Linked DNA regions of Mus musculus: region 1 is linked to region 2. A link is a contact called in public promoter capture Hi-C data. All regions are on one chromosome and are shown on one strand. The core of a region is the stretch at or near the end of the contact, and the rest is flanking DNA. Distances in the headings are between cores, read along the strand shown. Region 1 holds the start of Syne4 (spectrin repeat containing, nuclear envelope family member 4). Region 2 holds the start of Paf1 (Paf1, RNA polymerase II complex component).

Region 1 (3,129 bases), core at 74-2,573, 1.9 Mb before region 2:
AAGCCACACCCATTCGAGAACCAACATTTGGGCTGCTCCCACTTGGCAGCCCTTTACACCAAGGCTGAAGACATCTAATTTAAGATTTCCAGGTTCCCGAGCCTTCTAGAAAGGTCTTTATATGGGTCTAAACTAGGAAGGATAATGGAGCAGAGTACCCCCAAAAGGAATGGGGTTATTAATAAAATTCTCATTTCCTACTTGGTAAAACGTGGAAATATGTCCAGCTTGGAGATGATAAAATGTAACTCCAGTTCTCTGAGGCAAGAGAACTGAAAGTTCAAGGGCAGCCTGAGCTACACAGTGAAAGCATATCTCAAATAAGGAGGTCGGGGGAACCGGGGAGATGGCTCAGTTGATAAAATGTTTGCTGTACAAGCAAGTGCTCAAAGAACCAAGCATGTGGCACCGGCTGGTCAGTGACTGGAGGCAGATTCGTGGCGCTCACTCACCAGCCACCCTAGCCAGGTTCAATGGGAGACTCTGTCACATAGTGGAAAGTGACTGAGAGACACTGGCACCGGCACGCATGATGTGCCTGTATCCCTGCTCACACTTAGGCACACAGAGTAAATACACAAAACGATTAAAAATAAGTGAAATACTGATTGGCAACCAGATGTCCTTACGGTGTCCCTTCCTCCACAGCACCCCCCAGAATCATATCATCTGAGCAAGGGGCAGATTCCGGGGGACAGACAGGAAGTGGGACTGGAACAGAGGGTGTGCTCAGCTCACCTCACAGGGCTTGCCCCCGTCTTGATGCTCATGGGAAGAGGCCAGGGGGAGTCTTGAGGGGCTGGTGGCAGACTCAGTGCTCTTCAGTTCACCCATGCAATGCTCAGGCAGGCCCAAGGAGGCCTGGACCTGCTCTGGCCTAGAGAGGAGAAAGGTTGATGGGCCACCTGTGAGGCACAGTGTCTCCTTTTCCACCTCACCATATGCCCACTTTTCTCCATGTCCTTCTTCAGTCAGTCACACATGGCCCTTCCCACAGACCCCTCCCTCCCTCCCTCCCTCCTTCGGAACCACTATCAAGCCCCAGTCCCCACCTGCTTGTCTCTTCCTCAGGTGCAGGGCAGATGGTCCCTCCGACAACATCCAGCTCTCTAGGAGCTGCCAGGGGACAATTCACAGGCTCTGGCGGGAATTCACGGCCAAGAGGTGGAACCAGGGCCATGGCCGTGCACTTGGGGATCGTCAGGTGAGGATGTCCAGTAACAGCAGCCGCTTTCTTAGACAGTCCAGACCCCCATGCTTTCTCAGCAGGACTCACAGCCTAAGTCCGAGGCTACTGAGGGGCCCAGGGGCCAGCCTAGCTCCACCCCTTCCTGGAAGAACCTGGACTAGAGAAATCTGATGCCTGGCTGAGGTGCGGAGGCATTTAACTCCTTCCTCCCCAGCAGGAGAACCTAAACCTTCCAATACCACCCGCTCGCCATCGTGGGGCTTTGAGAGAAAACGTCACCCATCTCAAGACCTTGGATCCTGTCACCTTCAGGGACACCTGTGTCTCAGGGCCCGTCCCATTCATTTAAAGTCTCAGGTATAAGGATACTGAAAAAAAGTCCCAGCACCTGGCAGCTAAAGCCTGTCACCTCAGGCAAGCTGGTCTCAAGTTCAAGGCCAGCCTAGGCAACTTATGGAAGCCCTATTGCAAAACTAAAAAATAATGCAATTGTTGCCTGGGTTGTAGTTTAGTGGTACAGCATTTGTCTAGCATCCAAGAAGCCCTAGGTTCTATCTCCAGTATTGAAGGGGGAGGGGGGGGCAGAGAGAAAGAAACTGAAGTATCTCTTCCCATCTAGTTAAAAAAAAAAAAATCCAAAACGAGTAAAGGTATTTTCTGTTTATTTGGAATGGTGTCTTCTCCATGGTTTCCATAGTTACTGGGGAAATAAATAACCCTGGACAGCTACCTCTGCCCTAGGGTTCCAAGGTCTTAGAACCTGGTGGTCACTTGCTCAGCAGGAGGCTGGCGCGCAGCACACGGGGCACGCGGCGAATGGTCAGTGAGACACGGGTGCCGCGCACCAGGTGGGCTCCGGGCAGCGCTGACTTGCAAGCGGTGGCATTGGGTGGCAGCGAGGTGGCGTCCAGCTCATCCACACGGGTAGCTGAGATGCCGTGGAGCAGGCGTGTGTAAGCTGTGCCCCGGAGCACCAGCAGGCTCCGTGGTTCCACCAGCAGCGAGGTGATGGGCCGTTGAGGAGGCCTGGGCTGCGGGAATCAGTTGATAATGGTAAATGGATATCCAGAGTTTGGGAGTGTGTGAAAAGTCAGCGGGCATCCGTAGCTGGTCAGGGGACAAGGGTCAGCAGGCCCTCAGGAGTGGTAATCTATAGGTTCTGGGGACAAGACTATTGGCCCGCCGTGTGTGTGTGTGTGTGTGTGTGTGTGTGTGTGTGTGTGTGTCCAGTTCTTTGGGAGGAGACAGGGCCTATGCTGCATTTTAAGACATAAAGGGCTACTACATTGTGGGAGCTTCAGCTGGCATCTGAGGGGCTGGGACAGACATGGGCAGTCCTAGGGATACTTACGCAGAGCTAATCTGGGGGTGCACTGCTGGGGTCAGGCTCTAATACAGAGGTTAAAGGGAATGGCCTATCCCGGGACTCTGGCTGTTAGGGAGGCTTTACTCAGGAATGGTATTACAGCAAGCCTGCCTGGGTAGAAGAGATGGAAAAGACGGAACTTTAGGGAGTGGAGCTAACATCTGGCCAGGGTGTTCGGAGAGTTGGAGGAAGACTCTATGAACACTGGGGTATCAAGAATGCATGACTTAAGAGCTAGCAGTCAGAGATAAGGGTGTCCCCAAAAGAGCCGTGTGAGGTTAAGGGGAATCTAGAGGTGATAGAGCATATGACTAGAGTTTCAGGACGCTGGTATTAAGGTGCCCTGTACAGTCTAGGAGGACACAGGGGCACACATGAGTGAATGACACAGTGGGATATCTTGAGGATGTCAAGAATATGCATTGGAGCCAGGCACGGGGGCACACGCTTACAACGCTGGCACTGGGAGGATGGGACAGAAAGATGGCAAACGTGAGGCCAGCCTGGGCTACATACATCTGTTCACAAAAATAAGTAAACAGTAGTTTCTAAAAAAAACTTTGTTGGAACACCG
Region 2 (3,057 bases), core at 463-2,962:
AAGTGAAACTCTTGTCTCAAAAGAATTAATAGTACCCACACTTTAATACCAGCCTTGGGGAGGCAGAGGCAGTGGATCTCTGAGTTTGAAGCCAGTCTGCTCTACAGAGTGAGCGAGTGAGTTCCAGGACAGCCAGAGCTACACAGAGAAACTCGGTCTTGAAAAAAGAAAGAGTAGTAGTAACAATTTTAAAAAACAGGCTCGAAGAGCTGGTGAGATGGCTCAGCGGTTAAGAGCACTGACTGCTCTTCTGAAGGTCCTGAGTTCAAATCCCAACAACCACCTGGTGGCTCACAACCACCCGTAATGAGATCTGACGCCCTTTTCTGTTGTGTCTGAAGACAGCTACAGTGTACTTATATATAATAATAAATAAATCTTTAAAAAAAAAAAAAGCGCACTGATTGCGGCTTCCAAAGGTCCTGAGTTCAAATCCCAGCAACCACATCGTTGCTCACAACCATCCATAACAAGATGTGACCCCCTCTTCTGGGGTGTCTGAAAACAGCTACAGTGTACTCACATATAATAAATCTTTAAAAAACAAACGGGCTGGAGAGATGGCTCAGCAGTTAAGGTCCTGAGTTCAAATCCCAGCAACCACATGGTGGCTCACAACCATCTGCAATGAAATCTGATGCCCTCTTCTGGGGTGTCTGAAGACTGCTACAGTGTACTTACATACAAACAAACCCTGCCTCAAGCTGACAAGATACCTCAGCAGGTGAAAGTGCCTGCTGTCCAGCCTAAGGAAATGTCTTTAGACTGCCACTCAGAGCTAAGGTGTGTACAATTTAAACACACACACACACACACACACACACACACACACACAACCCTAGGCCTGTGCTGCTGGGCACATAAGGCTGCAATCCCGGCACCCATGAGACTGGGGCACAAAGACCAGTCTGGGCCACTTTATGAGATTCTCCAAAGCACAAAAAAGGCCCCCTAACCGCCTCCCCTGTTCGTGTTCCACCCCTCCTGGAAAACGGAGCTGGGAGCTTACCTCTCAGGCAAGGTCCGGTGGGAATTGGGCCTGGTTTCGGGGAGAAGAGAGAGAGAGAGAGAGAGAGAGAGAGAGAGAGATGTCAAGAGTTGGCCATGTGAGTGGAAAGGCCGGCCCCCGAATTTCTGAAGGAGTGATGGTGATGATGGTGATAAAGCATGAAGCCAGATGCTCAATCCCCTGAGGAGAGCAATCCAGAAGCTTCACTGAAGGAGACTGAGGTCTGACTCCCTCCCGCAAGGTGCAATTCCGAAATTGAATAGCAGGGGACCAGGAAGCGACCGCAGAGCCCAGGGGGGACCGCCCCTTCATCGGGGGTGAGCGCTGCGCGACCTCGGGGGCCGACCTGAGGGAATCAGTGATGTCGCAAGCAGCCCCCCTCGGCCTAGTCCCCAGCTTGCAGCTCACAAAACAAAATGAAGCGGCAGGTGACAGGAGACCTACCTGTGGCCATCTTCCCTCTGGGCCTGGGTCTGGATGGTGGGCGCCATCGCGACCAGGCGACGGCGGCGCGGTAGGCGTCCTCGCTGGCCGCAGGCGGACGCTGAGTGGCGTACCGACTTTGAGAGACGCCGGATCCAAGGACAGGCTCCCGTAGACGCCGGGCTCCGCGGGGAAAGGGGATGAAGTGGGCCGACGAGAAGGGCTCGGGTGTGACTGAAGTAAGAGCACAGACAGCGTCGGACACAGACTTGCAGCTCCCGCTCCGACTGCTACCAAGACGCAGAAGACTAGACAGGTCGCTCCTGGCCGCAAGGCCTTCAGGGAAATAGAGTTTGGTCAGTCCTTCACAGTGATTGGCGAGCTGTGGGTGAAGGGGCGGAGCCGTGGGGGAACTCCTCTTATGATTGGCGAAAAGATATTCCACTCATGGCCTCGGATTTGGGAGGGCGGAGAAAAATGCATATCCTCTTCTCCCATTGGCTAATCTGTCGGTAAGGCATGGCTAACTAGGAGGTCAGCCAACTGAAAAAGCTGAGGAGCTACCGGAGCAGACGCATTTATGACGCATTTCCGGCGTTCTAGCGGAGGAAAATGGCTGCGCCCCAGCCACAGGCTGCAGCGGTTTCCTCTGCGTCTGGTGTGTCAGGCCCGGGTTCTGCCGGGGGTCCGGGTCCCCAGCAACAGCCACAACCGACCCAGTTGGTGGGTTCTGCCCAGAGCGGGCTCCTGCAGCAGCAGCAGCAGGACTTCGATCCTGTGCAGCGCTACAAGATGCTCATCCCGCAACTGAAGGAGAGTCTCCAGGTGATGGGCCCTGCGCGGGGAGCAAGAGGGGCTGGCTGGCGGGCGGGCGGGCTCCGGGGACGAGCGCCGAGGGGCTGTTTGTTGAAGGAGAGATCGTAGGTCGGGAAGAGAAGACAGACTAGCTGTGTTGTGTTTGTGTCTAACCAAAGTGAAGCTCCGGTCAGCTGTAGTGGTGGCGCGTTCTTAATCCCCGTGCTGGGACAGCAGAGGGGGACGGATCTGAGCTCGAGGCCAGTCTGGTCTATAGAGTTCCAGGCCGACCAGGGTCTACATAGTGAAACCCTGTGGAGAGAAAGGAGATGAGGATGAATGACAATTTTTGTTTGTTTGTTTTTTTTTGTTTTTCGAGACAGGGTTTCTTTGTATAGCCCTGGCTGTCCTGGAACTCACTCTGTAGACCAGGCTGGCCTCGAACTCAGAAATCCGCCTGCCTGTGCCTCCCAAGTGCTGAGATTAAAGGCGTGCGCTACCATGCCCAGCATGAATGACAATTTTAACTGTGTATGGTAGTGCAAGCCTTTAATTCCTGCCTTCTGGAGGCAAAGGAAGGTAAATCTTTTGAGTTCCAAGACAGCCTTGGCTACACAGAGAAACCCTGTCCCAAAAAACTAGATGGAAGTGGGGGAGGCAGGAGGAGAAGAGTAAAAAGAGAAACCGTTCTGGTTAAGTTCCGTGCAGAAGTACGGCCTAAGTGTCATTTCAGTCCATGATGACTAGATAAAGGGTATGTCCAGGAAGCTATTAGTGGTAATTCCAAACGAGAGCAGGTTACTGAAAAATTACAGGGAGATTGGGGGCTA

The links. Promoter capture Hi-C pulls out the DNA fragments that hold promoters and counts their contacts.
Region 1: a contact with region 2 is called in a promoter capture Hi-C map of liver, with 3 times the contacts expected there. The contact joins the promoter of Syne4 here to the promoter of Paf1 in region 2. A contact is called at or near these places in 2 of 39 promoter capture datasets (both in liver), 2 of 484 Hi-C or Micro-C datasets (B cells and CD8 T cells) and 4 of 115 datasets of contacts at active chromatin or transcription factors (astrocytes, bone marrow-derived dendritic cells, regulatory T cell precursor and 1 more).

What each region holds. Positions count from the first base shown.
Region 1 is chr7:30,313,010-30,316,138 of GRCm38.p6, reverse strand. It overlaps Syne4 (spectrin repeat containing, nuclear envelope family member 4), which reads right to left and starts at 1,323. Exons shown (of 8, transcript NM_153577.2): 1 at 1,053-1,323; 2 at 739-877. The coding sequence starts at 1,180. Alkbh6 (alkB homolog 6) reads right to left here. Exons shown (of 7, transcript NM_198027.3): 7 at 1,836-2,220. The coding sequence ends at 1,957.
Region 2 is chr7:28,391,651-28,394,707 of GRCm38.p6, reverse strand. Paf1 (Paf1, RNA polymerase II complex component) reads right to left here and starts at 1,712. Exons shown (of 14, transcript NM_019458.3): 1 at 1,454-1,712; 2 at 1,010-1,039. The coding sequence starts at 1,500. It overlaps Med29 (mediator complex subunit 29), which reads left to right and starts at 2,018. Exons shown (of 4, transcript NM_026042.3): 1 at 2,018-2,257. The coding sequence starts at 2,045.